2 separate regions of the Muntiacus reevesi genome follow, and region 2 is linked to region 1. The links are chromatin contacts, called in public Hi-C maps. All regions are on one chromosome and are shown on one strand. Each heading gives the region's core, a stretch centred on a gene start, on an enhancer-like site or on the middle of the called end of the contact. The rest is flanking DNA. Distances are from core to core; before and after follow the strand shown.

Evidence for each region. Hi-C and Micro-C count contacts between places; a contact is called where the count stands out from the background.
Region 2: a contact with region 1 is called in a Hi-C map of muscle, with 4 times the contacts expected there. The contact joins the promoter of PRPF18 here to the promoter of SEPHS1 in region 1. A contact is called at or near these places in 2 of 3 Hi-C or Micro-C datasets (blood and muscle).

What each region holds. Positions count from the first base shown.
Region 1 is chr2:27,468,927-27,474,603 of mMunRee1.1, reverse strand. SEPHS1 (selenophosphate synthetase 1) reads left to right here and starts at 3,251. Exons shown (of 9, transcript XM_065921125.1): 1 at 3,251-3,571.
Region 2 is chr2:27,661,715-27,667,391 of mMunRee1.1, reverse strand. PRPF18 (pre-mRNA processing factor 18) reads right to left here and starts at 2,265. Exons shown (of 11, transcript XM_065921145.1): 1 at 1,950-2,265. It overlaps BEND7 (BEN domain containing 7), which reads left to right and starts at 2,475. Exons shown (of 8, transcript XM_065921139.1): 1 at 2,475-2,938. The coding sequence starts at 2,878.

The DNA of each region.
Region 1 (5,677 bases), core at 2,002-4,501:
TTTGGTCTGGAACATGCTCAATTCGAAGTGTTTGTGGAACACTCATGTAAGTATGGGAACACCTGTGTCTGGGGCTCTGGACTGGGGCATCACCCAGAGCTGAGCTGTCTAGGAGAAACAAGCTGTGAGCCATGTGTCACTTTAAATAGTCAGATGACCACATTAAAAAAAAAAATGAAATGAATAATATATTTTATATAACCAAACATATCCATAATATTCTATTTCAGGGACTTCCCTGGTGGTCCGGTGGTTTAAAGTGCACCTTCCAATGGAGGGGACTTGGGTGTGAGCCCTCGTCAGGGAACTGGGATGCCACATTGCAGCAGGTGGAGCAACTAAGCCTGAGAGTCACAACTAGATAGCGCCTCAACTAAGATCCAACACAGTCAAAATCAATTCATTAAATTAATTAAAAGAAAAATCAGTTGTCCATTTATGGGTGGGTTTATTTCTGGACTCCATTTGGCTTCAGAAGTATTCTATTTCAAGATGAATCAGTATAAAAATCATTAAGCTATTTTACATTTTTTGTTTGTTTGTTTGTAGTCTTCAAAATCCAGTGCACTTTTCACAGAGAGCACACCACATGTGGGACATTCCAAGCTCTCAAAAGGGACGGTGAAGAGTAGTTACCGTATTTATTGGACAGCACGGCTCTAGAAGCACTTGCTGAAGGCAGACCAGGATGATCAAGCGCCTGGGCAATGGTGGAGGACAAGGACCCTGTTCAGGCATTGAGGGTGATTAGATTTGCTAAGACTGGATTTTACAAGGAAGTGCATGAATGGGTCTAGGAGGAAGTTCAGGAGACCCGCTACAGGTTCAGCCAAGCAAAGAATCTTTGTCACAATTCCACCCATTACACTTGGTAGATATCATCTTTGGGGTGGGGCTGGCAAATTCATAGTTGTAACAAGCCTCCAGCAGGTAACGTGACCCAGGAGAACCATCTGTTCAGTTGGAGCTGGTAGGACCCAGGACCGCAGGGGGACGGTTCCCAACAGGATGTGACTCTGATGAGCCCCCCTGGGGAAGACTCATAGAAAGCTGATGGGGGGAAGCACAGAGAGAGGCTTATGTTAGGGTAAAGGAAGGGAAGAATGAGCGATCTGGTGGATTATCTGACCCTGAGACATGAAGGTATCATAGCTTATGTAAGAGTCCACAAATTCCAATTGGCAGAATTTGACTCAAGGTGTTCTGGAGCTGCCAAAGGGCTCCAACCCCAGGGGCTGGGGAGGAAGGAGCGGTTTCTGAGAACGCTCGCCTCCCACACAAAGCAGGGATCAGCCTCAGGCTCGCCCAGCCATTCAGGTTTGAAGCTCCGCAGGGCTCTGTCCAAGGTCTCTTTCATTTTTTACCCCTCTACTCTCATTCCAGGTTAATCTCAACCCTTTCCGGGGGCTTCAAACCCCATTTACATGCTGATGGTCCCCACATTTGCATCTCAAACCACCCCAAGTGGCAGACCTCCTTTTACCAATTACCTTCTGCCTAGCATATCGGGTGAGCATCTGAAATTTAACATTTCCAAAGCTGGACTCACCTCAAACTTGTTTGCCTGCTAATAGTTCCTGTTTCAACTAGTAACCTCACTATTCACCCTGTTTCCCCCAAACCAGAAATCTGGGGGTCTTCTTACACTTCTTTTTCTGATCACACACTAAATCATCTGAAGTTTCTTTCCTAGGTCCGAATTCCTGCAGCTTAGGGTCAGATGCCCTCGAGTCTACGACTGACTTGCACAATTCCCTCCTCACTGGAGATGTGACCCTGTTTTCCCTTCTGCCAGAGAAAGGGTGTCCTCCCAAATGTGGTACAGCCTTCTTTTACAAGCTAAGCTTGTAAAAACCAACTCTGCCAAACTCTGCTGACTATGGCAGAAACACCAAACTCAGCATGAGACGTAGATCTTCAGAGAGGGTCCTACTCACCTCTCTTGAGCGAGCCACCTTCCCCCTAATCTCCCAAGATCTTTTTTTCAGTTGTTTTTTTTTTTTTTTTTTGCTAAAAAGTAAACACACAATACCAAAATGCCTCGGATAACTCACAAAATCGATTTTAAAAGGACGGAGATGAGAAGAATTAAGCGATCTTCATCCCCTTTCCCAGATTCTGGACGTCTGGAGTGCTGCCTGGGGAGTGCATCACGTGGGTTACCCCAGGCGATTCAGAGGCAAATCTAGGTTTGTCAACCAGTAGGTTATGCCACTATGACAAAAGTCCAACACATCACATTAAAGAATCTAGGCTACTGTGTTCTTTCCTAACTTCCCGAAAGGCTACGGAGAAAAGACCGCGAGGAGCCTGCAATAGCCCAGTCTCCTAGATTGCACCTAGATCAAAACCCTGGGGAACTGCCAAGAAGAAATTCTAAGAATGAAATAGGCATCTGCGTAGCCTACAAACCTGACAACAGAACCTACAGCACCTTTTGGTTAAAAACACAAAACAGAAAAATACTCCTGCCCCGAAATATATTTGGAAAATGCTGAACCATTCTAGAAAAGATTGGTCAGAGTTTCCAACTTCTCGGTTTAAAGGGAAGCACGAAAAGGCGTCGTAAGAAAGCATTTTACTTCACTGTCTTCAACAATGTGTTAGAAAGTTGAAAACCTGAAAAAAGTAATCTCAGAAGCTGAATCGCTCCCTTGGGTGTTCATTCAAACACACGCAATACTAGGCTGCCATGTTGACTTGGACCTGTGGAGAGCAAACAATGTAACTGAGGAACCTTAAGCTCTGACTTCCTACCAAACGCATGAAACGTTCAAGAAACTTCGCAGGACGTATGCGTGTTCACCAAGGCTCGTGTGAGCTCCCGAGCCAGGCTGAACAATAGAAGGGAGAATCGTTATTAATCAAACGCGCCGTCTGTGTTTCTAAATCCTTCGTCGCGGCAGAGGGGGCATTCCCTCTGCTCCCACCCGATTTTCAAATTGTCTCCGTGCTCATTGTCTGCCGGTAGGAACGCCGGCAGCGCTCGGGAAGCAGGTACAGCGTCCCGCAGAACGCAGCACGGTTGAATCCCGCCAGGTTTTGGGAAACATTCCCGGCCCTTCCAGAGGGTCAAGGAAAAGGAGGTGGCCCGGGCGCCAAAGGCTGCTGCCAATGCAACTCGCAACTTTTGAAATCAATCCTTTTTGCATCATGCAACGGATGCCACCGCTCCTCGGGCTTGCAACCCCCCACCCCTCCCCCGAGACCAATCATTGCCGCGCTCGGGCCTGCACATCGCCCCCGCCCCCTTTCCCGGGCCGCACGCAGCCACCGAGCCGCTCCGGCCGCGGCCCGCCGCCTCTTAAAGGGAGGGAGCCGACCCTTAAAGGCCCCTCGCGCGCGGCGTACGGCGGAGCGCGGCGGCCCTGGTTCCCGGCAGGGGCCCGCCGAGCCAGGCCGAGCCCCCGCGGCGCCCAGGCGCGGCCCGGGGCCCTCCCGCCCTCCGCGCCGCCGCCGGGAGAGGCCTTTTTATTCAGGCGACGCTTAAGGGAGCCCGGCCGCACCCAGTGCATTGTGGGAGCGGCGGAGTCCCGTTCGCGGGAGGAGGCGGAGGGCGCAAAGCGAACCGGTAAGCGCCTGGCTCGGGGAGGGGGGGCGAGACACCAGGCTTAAAGGGGAATATTCGTCCGCAGGCCCAGGGCGGCCGTGCGGATCCCCCCGCGGGCCGCCCGGGCGCGCCGGGAGCCGTGCACGGCCGGCGCTCTGCAGCGCTGCCTGTAGAGGGGCCGAGCCAGGGCTTGGTGGGGCCGCTTTAAAAAAGAAGCACCGCCCGCGCCGCCGCCGCCGCCGCCGCGGCCGCCGCGCGGGGCCGGGGAAGGAGGGAGGGAGGAGAGGGCGGGGGAGGAGTGGAGGGGGAGGGCGGCGGCGGCGACGCAGGGGTTAATTTTTTCGCCCGCCGACATTTTTTGTGCGGCGGCGGCCCGCGCGCGCCGCGAGAGAGCCCAGCCCGGTCTCCGGGGCGCGGCGCCTTCGGGCCCTCCCCGCCTCCCCCCCCCCCAGTCCGCGCGCGCCCTCTCTCCGGCCCCGCGGGCGCCTCCTGACGCCGGGCGCCCCGGCCCGCGAGCCCGAAGACCCGTCGCGGCTAGTGGGGCCGTGCGGGCCTCGCGCCCTCCCCGCGGCCTGGGCCGCGCGGTTCCCGCTGCCGCCGGGACAGAGAGCGGGCGGGCGGGCATGGCCCCGTCGGCCGCCCCGCTCCGCCTCCTGGCCGCGCCGCACAAAGAACCCGGGCCCGGGTGGCCTTTCAAGGCGGCAGCCAGGGATTTAAGGTGTCCCCGAGCGCTGCCCTCCGCCACCCCGACGTGTGGTTCCCGCTGGGCACGCGCCCCTTGCGCCCACGTCGCCGCGTCCTCCCTGTTGTTTGTTTCCTGGGCTTGGGGAGCTTGGGGGAGGTAGGTACCGGGCCGGGGCTGCGCTCTTTCCCGCCCCCACTCACCGCGCTCCCCCGGCTCTGCGGCCCGCTTGGCGCCCTCGTTTGTAAAAACTAAAACGTGACTGGGAAAGAAAGGGTTAACCGTTGCTTTAAATATTCATGTCATTGTTTTAAAGGTGTAAACAGGCGACTTTGGGGTTCTAGTGGACTGCATATTATGCAACCCCCCCCGCCATTAATTACACCTTTCTGCAGGTTCCCCCCCCCCCCCCGCGCCAGTCTCCAAAAAAGCACGAATTTTTTTTTTTGAATTCAGATGTGTGTAATTTAGGTCCCTTATTCTATTTGGAATTTGGAAACTCCTGAGTGCCTTCCGGGCTTAAGGTGTTTTAAACTTTTTGCCGTTAAAAATCTTGGAAGATTTAAAACGAAGCTAGCCTCCTGAATTCCAGATTCCCCTCCCCGCTTTTATTTTTGGATAGGGATTGGAGGTAGGAAAATAACTGGATGCCTCGTGAGTTGGATTTTTTTTCTGCCCCCGGTAGGAGTGAGGCGGTGTTAAGTGCGAGGCATTTGGTGAGGAAAGGACTGTTGTTTTTGTTCCAAACCCTTCCAAGTCAAAGTGTTGCTGGACTTTCCCAGCTGTAAAATGGCTTCAGAATTCCCATGTCTGTAACTTGATTAGCCTTGTACCCTCCTTTTGCACAGGTGTTTTCCTGTACTGTCGGAAGGTTCACTTCTTCACAATTGTAGGTTTCAAACCAAAATCATTGCTCACCCCAAACATGGTCTTGTAAAGACAGTTTGGATGACTGCCTGAACTCAGGCTTTGTGAGATTTATTTTAAATGAGTGATGTGCTTCCCAAGGGATCGAAAACTCTATAAATGGGAATTATGTTCTTAATCATGAATTTTATAGGGGAAACTGACCTTAAAACTTAGGGTGTCTGTTTTTCTGTACCCAATAAAGCATCAGTCTGGAAGTTTATAAACCCCGGGAGCGCAGGAAAGGTTTTCATCTAGCCCCAAGGCTTCAAACTTACAAAGATTTGTTCCAGAAACTTCCAGCGGTACCCCAAACTATAAATGCTAGTGATTTAGTACATTTTATCACTTTAGATCTGCAATGAAACAGTGAGGAGGAGTAGTATATTTTGTCAGTGATTTTGTTTACTAGTTAGTTGGGCAGCATTTGCTTTCTAGGAAATAGCACTGAATTAAAACATCAGAGAACTAACTTTCCACTGCTCTGTTGTAGAAAATGAACCTTGCTGTGTTAGAGCAGCCATTCCAGGTTTCAAATT
Region 2 (5,677 bases), core at 1,016-3,515, 190 kb before region 1:
AAAGTCTCATTTTATGCTCCAAGGCATGAACGATCCTAAATGTTCTTCAATCAGTACAGTCCTCAGCCTGTGGCTTCTGGAATAACATTTTTAAAGGCACTAGAAAAAGAAAGAAAGGGTCCCTGCCCAGGGGACAGAATCAGGTTCTGTCTGAAATCTTCAAAACACCTTCAGGTACATGGTTTTAAAGACAGGCAAAAAAACAGTAGAAAACCAAATAGAGTAGTTGACCAATACGTGTTATCACTTTAATCCTTTCTGCTACCTTTTAGAACTCCGAAAAATGAATATAATTTTGTTTGTCCTACACATATTTTCTAGGAAAAGGCCCTGAACTCTGAACATAATCTCCAAGGAGACAGTGAGCAAAAGTTAAAAACCTCTTATTTAAGGGTTCATTTTAGGGAACAAAAGGAACACTCCTCATTCGTTTATCTGGCCCCTGTTGCACTGGCATGCAGGATCACAGTTCCTTGACCAGGGGTGGAGCCTGAGCCCCCTGCATGAAGCGCAGAGTCCTGACCACCTGACCACCAGGGAAGTCCCCTGAACTGTGCTTTTTCCCCCTTTGACACCAGCCTTCCCACTTATTACATATATACCACCTAATATACCCTGGTGCTGGGAGGGGCTGGGGGCAGGAGGAGGAGGGGACGACAGAGGATGAGATGGCTGGATGGCGTCACCGACTCGATGGACATGAGTTTGAGTAAACTCCGGGAGTAGGTGATGGGCAGGGAGGCCTGGCGTGCTGCGATTCGTGGGGTCGCAAAGAGTCGGACACAACTGAGCGAATGAACTGAACTGAACTGAACTGACCACCTAATATAAGACCTCGGAAGGTGTACCAGGCTCTGCTTCTGCCATATGATGGGTTACCTGGTTCCTTGATTTCCTGGTGTGTATATGCTTATGCAGGTTGCCTCCAACTTATCCCTTTCTCTTAGGCGTCTCTGTTAAATAAGAGGGGATCCTGGGGCTTCCTTGGTGTCTCCTTGGTAAAGAATCTGACTGCCAATGCAGGAGACCGGTTCGACCCCTGATCCCAGAGGATCCCACATGCTGCGGAGCAACTAAGTAGTTTCACAAATACTGAGCCTGTGCTCTAAAGCCTGGGAACCGAAACTACAGAGCCCTTGAGCCGGTGGTCCAGAACAAGGGAAGCCATTGCAAAGAGAAGCCTGAACACCAAAACTAGAGAAAAACCTGCCCAGCAAGGAAGACCCAGTACTGCCAAAAATAAATAATACATAAAATTATTTTTAAAAAAAGAGTGAGTCCTGAGCAGCTGCCTCTTCACTGGAGTGAGGTTGGCAGTGTTACCACATTTATCAACATACCCTCCCCACTTTTTCTCTCCACTCTTTTAAGGTCACTTGAACTTGTCACAGTGCTGGTTCCGACATCCATCTCTTTACTCTCTTTGTATTTGCGTCTAGAGATGACCAGTTTGGTGGCGGTACTTTTCAGCTTATCAGATCACATTTCTGACCTGCCAGTCCCCGCTGGTATAGAATTCTCTTCCATCCCCACAATCAAGTTGTTGTGAAAAAGCAATGGAGTACTCTTAGCTCCCTAGAAAAGAATACAACATAAAACACAAGCTTTCCGTTCCTGCCGATTATTCTGGCTTTAGTACACCCAGTGGCAGAGCCCTGTGCACCTGCCTTGGCCATGGCTTCCCTAAGAGTCAGAAGAGAGGTGGGGCGCCCACTGACGTCGCATTGCTCACCCCATCCACCCTCTCCAAGCCCCACATTCCAAGTTCTCTCCTTGAACTTAACTCCCAATCTTCCTACATCCCTCCTCGTATTGGAGTAAAGAACTGAAGCACACTCTTTTCCATACTCGGCTGATCAGAAAATTCTAAAATCTCTTTTCTTTGCAGAGCTCAGATGGGTAAGTTTTGGGGTTTTGGTTGATTTTTTTTTTTCCCCCCTAAAACTTGCCTGAAACCAGTGTCTGGTCCTCCGATACCCTGAATCTCACGGCGAGAGGAATGGGCTGGCCAGGAGGGTCGCCGACACCCAGGGCCGTTGAGAACAAGATCGGCCCCGGGAAGATGCAGGCGAGCTCGGAGGCGAGAGCCAGGCCCCCCCGGGCAGCCGCACCCCGACTCGCCGGCCCCCGAGGCACCGGCGTCGGGACCCCAGCGCCTGGCAGGGACGGCGGTCCCCGGGGGCGGGTGGGCCGGCCGAGCCGAGGGCGCTGCGCTGCGGCCTCCGGCTCCTCCTCCAGGCGCCGCGCGGCCAGGCCGGTGGGTGGCGGCGGCCCGGGCCCCGGGGGATGGCGGCGGCCGCGCTCCGCCAGCAGGTGGCCCCGGGGTCCCGGCGGCGCCGCCTCCTCCCGGCGCCCCTCCTCCCGCGGGGGCGGTCAGCGCCCCGACCCGGCTCGCACCCTGCCGCCGCCGCCGCCGCCGCCCTCGGCCCGCCCGCCGCGTCCCCGGGGCCGCGCTCGCCGCCGCCGCGTCGGGAGCTGCACCCAGGCCGGCCCGCGGCGAGCGCCCAGGGCGCCGGCAGCCCCGGCCCGCCCTCCCCGCCCCCAACTCGCTCCCCAACGGAAAGTTCGGCTCCGGCGGCGTCTCGCCCGGCAGCCGGGGATGAGCCGGGGTCGGGGGGCGAGCTGAGCGGCGGCCAGGAGGGGGCAACTTCGCCCGGGAGAGCGCCTCCCGCCCGGCCCCGCTGGCCGCAGCCCCCGGGCGGGCTCGAGTGGTTTTTCCCTTGCCTGTGCCTCCCCCCTGCGGATCCAAGAGACGGACCTTGGTCCCCGCGCTCCCGCTGCCGGGTGACAAGAGCCAGCGCCGCCGCCGCCTCGGCCGCCGGTCCCTCCGCCCGGCCGCCCCCGGCCGCAGCCCCTGCCCTGCCCGCCCGCCGCACCATGGAGTTCTCGGAGAGGAAGCGGAGCAGGAAATCGCAGAGCTTCAAACTGGTGAACCGAGGTAAGCCGGGCCGGGCCGGGCCGGGCGGGGGGCGTGCGGGCGGCGGAGGGAGGACTTGGCCGCCGCGTAAACAGCCCCCGGCCCCGGTGCGGCCAACTCCGAGGGCCGGGGCTCCTGATACCCCCCCGCCCCGGGGCCCCTCCCCGAGTGGGGCTTCGGCCGCACACACGCCGGGCGGCGAGGAAAGTTGTGCGGCTGGGGGTGAGGGGGGAGGCAGGATGTGATTCCGCGTAAACAAGTCGGAGGGCACATCAGGAAATTAGCAAACAATGACACTTGGGGAGCGGGGAGCCTTCTTTGGTATTCCTCGCCTGTGGCTCGGCGGCCGGGTGGGGGAGGACGCGTCTCCATCAGGCCGTGCGGACACCCACCCGGACCAGTGGTCGCGGTGGTTTGGGGTTGGTTTGCTTTTTTCCTCCCTCCTGCAAAAAGGAGAAAAGGTGGCGGTGGCTGTTGTTAAGACCGAGAAAGAAGCTCATTAGGTGTCCAAGCCCAGAGAAGAATTACTGACATTCAGCATCTTTCCCGGATATGTTATTTGGGCAGGGAAGATGTTTTCGAATAGATCACGTAACAGTCAGATAAGTATCATTAAAAAGAAAAAAACGAAAAATACAGCCGGTTCCTGACGATTTAACAGGTGTACACCGCGGTCTCTGGGCTTGGGTTTATTTTATCAGGGGAGAGGAAAGTTGAATGGTCCTGCCTGTGTTCAGTGACTTGTTAAAGAGTCTTTATTTTTCCTGATTAGACTTTTCAAAAAACGGTAAGAATGTAAGGGCAGACAAAAAATTATGTCTATCAAAATGCATCGTGTCACCTTAAATTCGATGCAGGTGACTTTTTCTCCCCTTCATGTCACAAGTCCCAATATTGAGTTTAGAATGATCGTGTTGAAGTGTCATCTTTAAATCAGCTTGAAGTCAAAACCAAACCAGAGAACCTGTCCACTTTGTTCCTCTGTTGTAGTATCTAGCACTGGCATCAGACTAGAGAGCAAGGCGATTATTTTAACAACCTGGAGAAGTCACATGTAAGCTGATGAAAATTAGAGGGCGATTGCAATTTCCAGCTAAGCTAACTGTGCTGTAGATTCAATAAAGCCTGCTTTCGGTTAGTCTGAAATTGATTTTGATTATAGACATTTTGAAGATCTACTCCTATCTGTTAACTCGAATTTAGTTTGGATACTGTTTGATGAAAAAAGTCTGTCGTAGTTGTATGTATTCAAAATATTTGGCTTTGCTTTTTTCTCTGTACAGTTTTTTTTTTTTTTCCCCAGCCGTATTGATTACTCAGTCATTTGTACTTTAAAAGTACCTTCATTTGTGACTGGCCTGTTGGTCTATCTGATTCATTCTGGAATCTAGGTGGCTTTCTTATTTATGACTTCAGGAAACTTACTTTGTTGTTCAATTGCTCAGTTGCTCAGTTGCGTCCGACTCTGCGACTCCATGGACTGCAGCATGCCAGGCTTCCCTGTCCTTCTCTGTCTCCCGGAGTTTGCTCAAACTCATGGAACTTAACTACTTTATCTTAAAAGTGAGATAAGTTTTGTAGACCTTGTTCTGGGAGGGCTAAGGCCCCCAAAAGGGAATCACTGTTAAGAAGGATTGTCTAGTCTCTTACCTAAGCAATCCTACTTTTTAGAAACAGTTGCCAAAGTACAGTAGCCTCTTTAGAGAAGCTTGTAAAATACTGTGTTTTAAAGTTGGACTGACATAGCAAGTCTGTCTTTTTCCTTTTTTAAAAAAAAAAATTAGGGGTCTGCTTTTTCTCTCTGCTTTGCAGGTGCATTTTTAGAACTTAAACGATTGTATGTTGAAGTGCGGTAGCCGAATGCAAGACTCGCTTTCTTATTCCAAATTATACTATATTTGAAATAACAAATCAGTATTTTTTATGTGTGCTTGCCTGCAAGCTGCTCAAAGGCTAGGATTTTTCTGGATAAGCTAAGAGTACCAGGTAACTCTGAAGCGTACTATCATCTACTCATGCAAATAGGTTGTAGAGATAAATTTGGAATCTTCTTCTGGCCTATGATTGGGCAAGGTTTTTTTCTTTTCCTTATAAAAATACTTGTCATTTGGAAGAAAAGAAGCCTGGTATGTAATTGGCATCTGTGGACCACATTTCCTGTGAAAACTGTGTGATCAAGCAGAGCTGTTTTCTAAAGTGAAAATAATAATTTCAAGTTTGTGTACTTCTCCAGAGTAAGCAGAGTGGTAGGGATTACCAGTGACTGTAAATTCTGTGATGAACTGAGATCTCAAAAAATTATAAAGTATAGCTTACACATAACGTATATAATGAGATTCTCGCCTTTCTTGCTTATTCATATCTTGCAGGTCATTAGAATTCTAATTTTTGGCTGTTTTCTCACCCCAGATTATCACCATGAGGTCTATAAGATCTCAGACTTCAGCAGCGATGTTAATGGGGAGGCCAAAGAGACACAACCCATTTTTTTAGGTAGGTTCTTATGTCAATTAATTTCTCAGCAAAACAGTGTGGCCATTTGCAATTAGGGGGAAGGGGGAAAAAAAAAAGATTGTGCTAGAATGGGAAATGTCTGCCACCGCTTAATGTATGACATTCTTTTCAAGACCTTTTATTTTACAGATTGCCAATAGATCCCTTATTAACATGGCTAAAAGTTGTAATTTCAGACATAAATGTTTATTAGTGTCTACACACAGTGCTAATTATCACTCACTCCCGGAGCCAGAAGCTGACCGT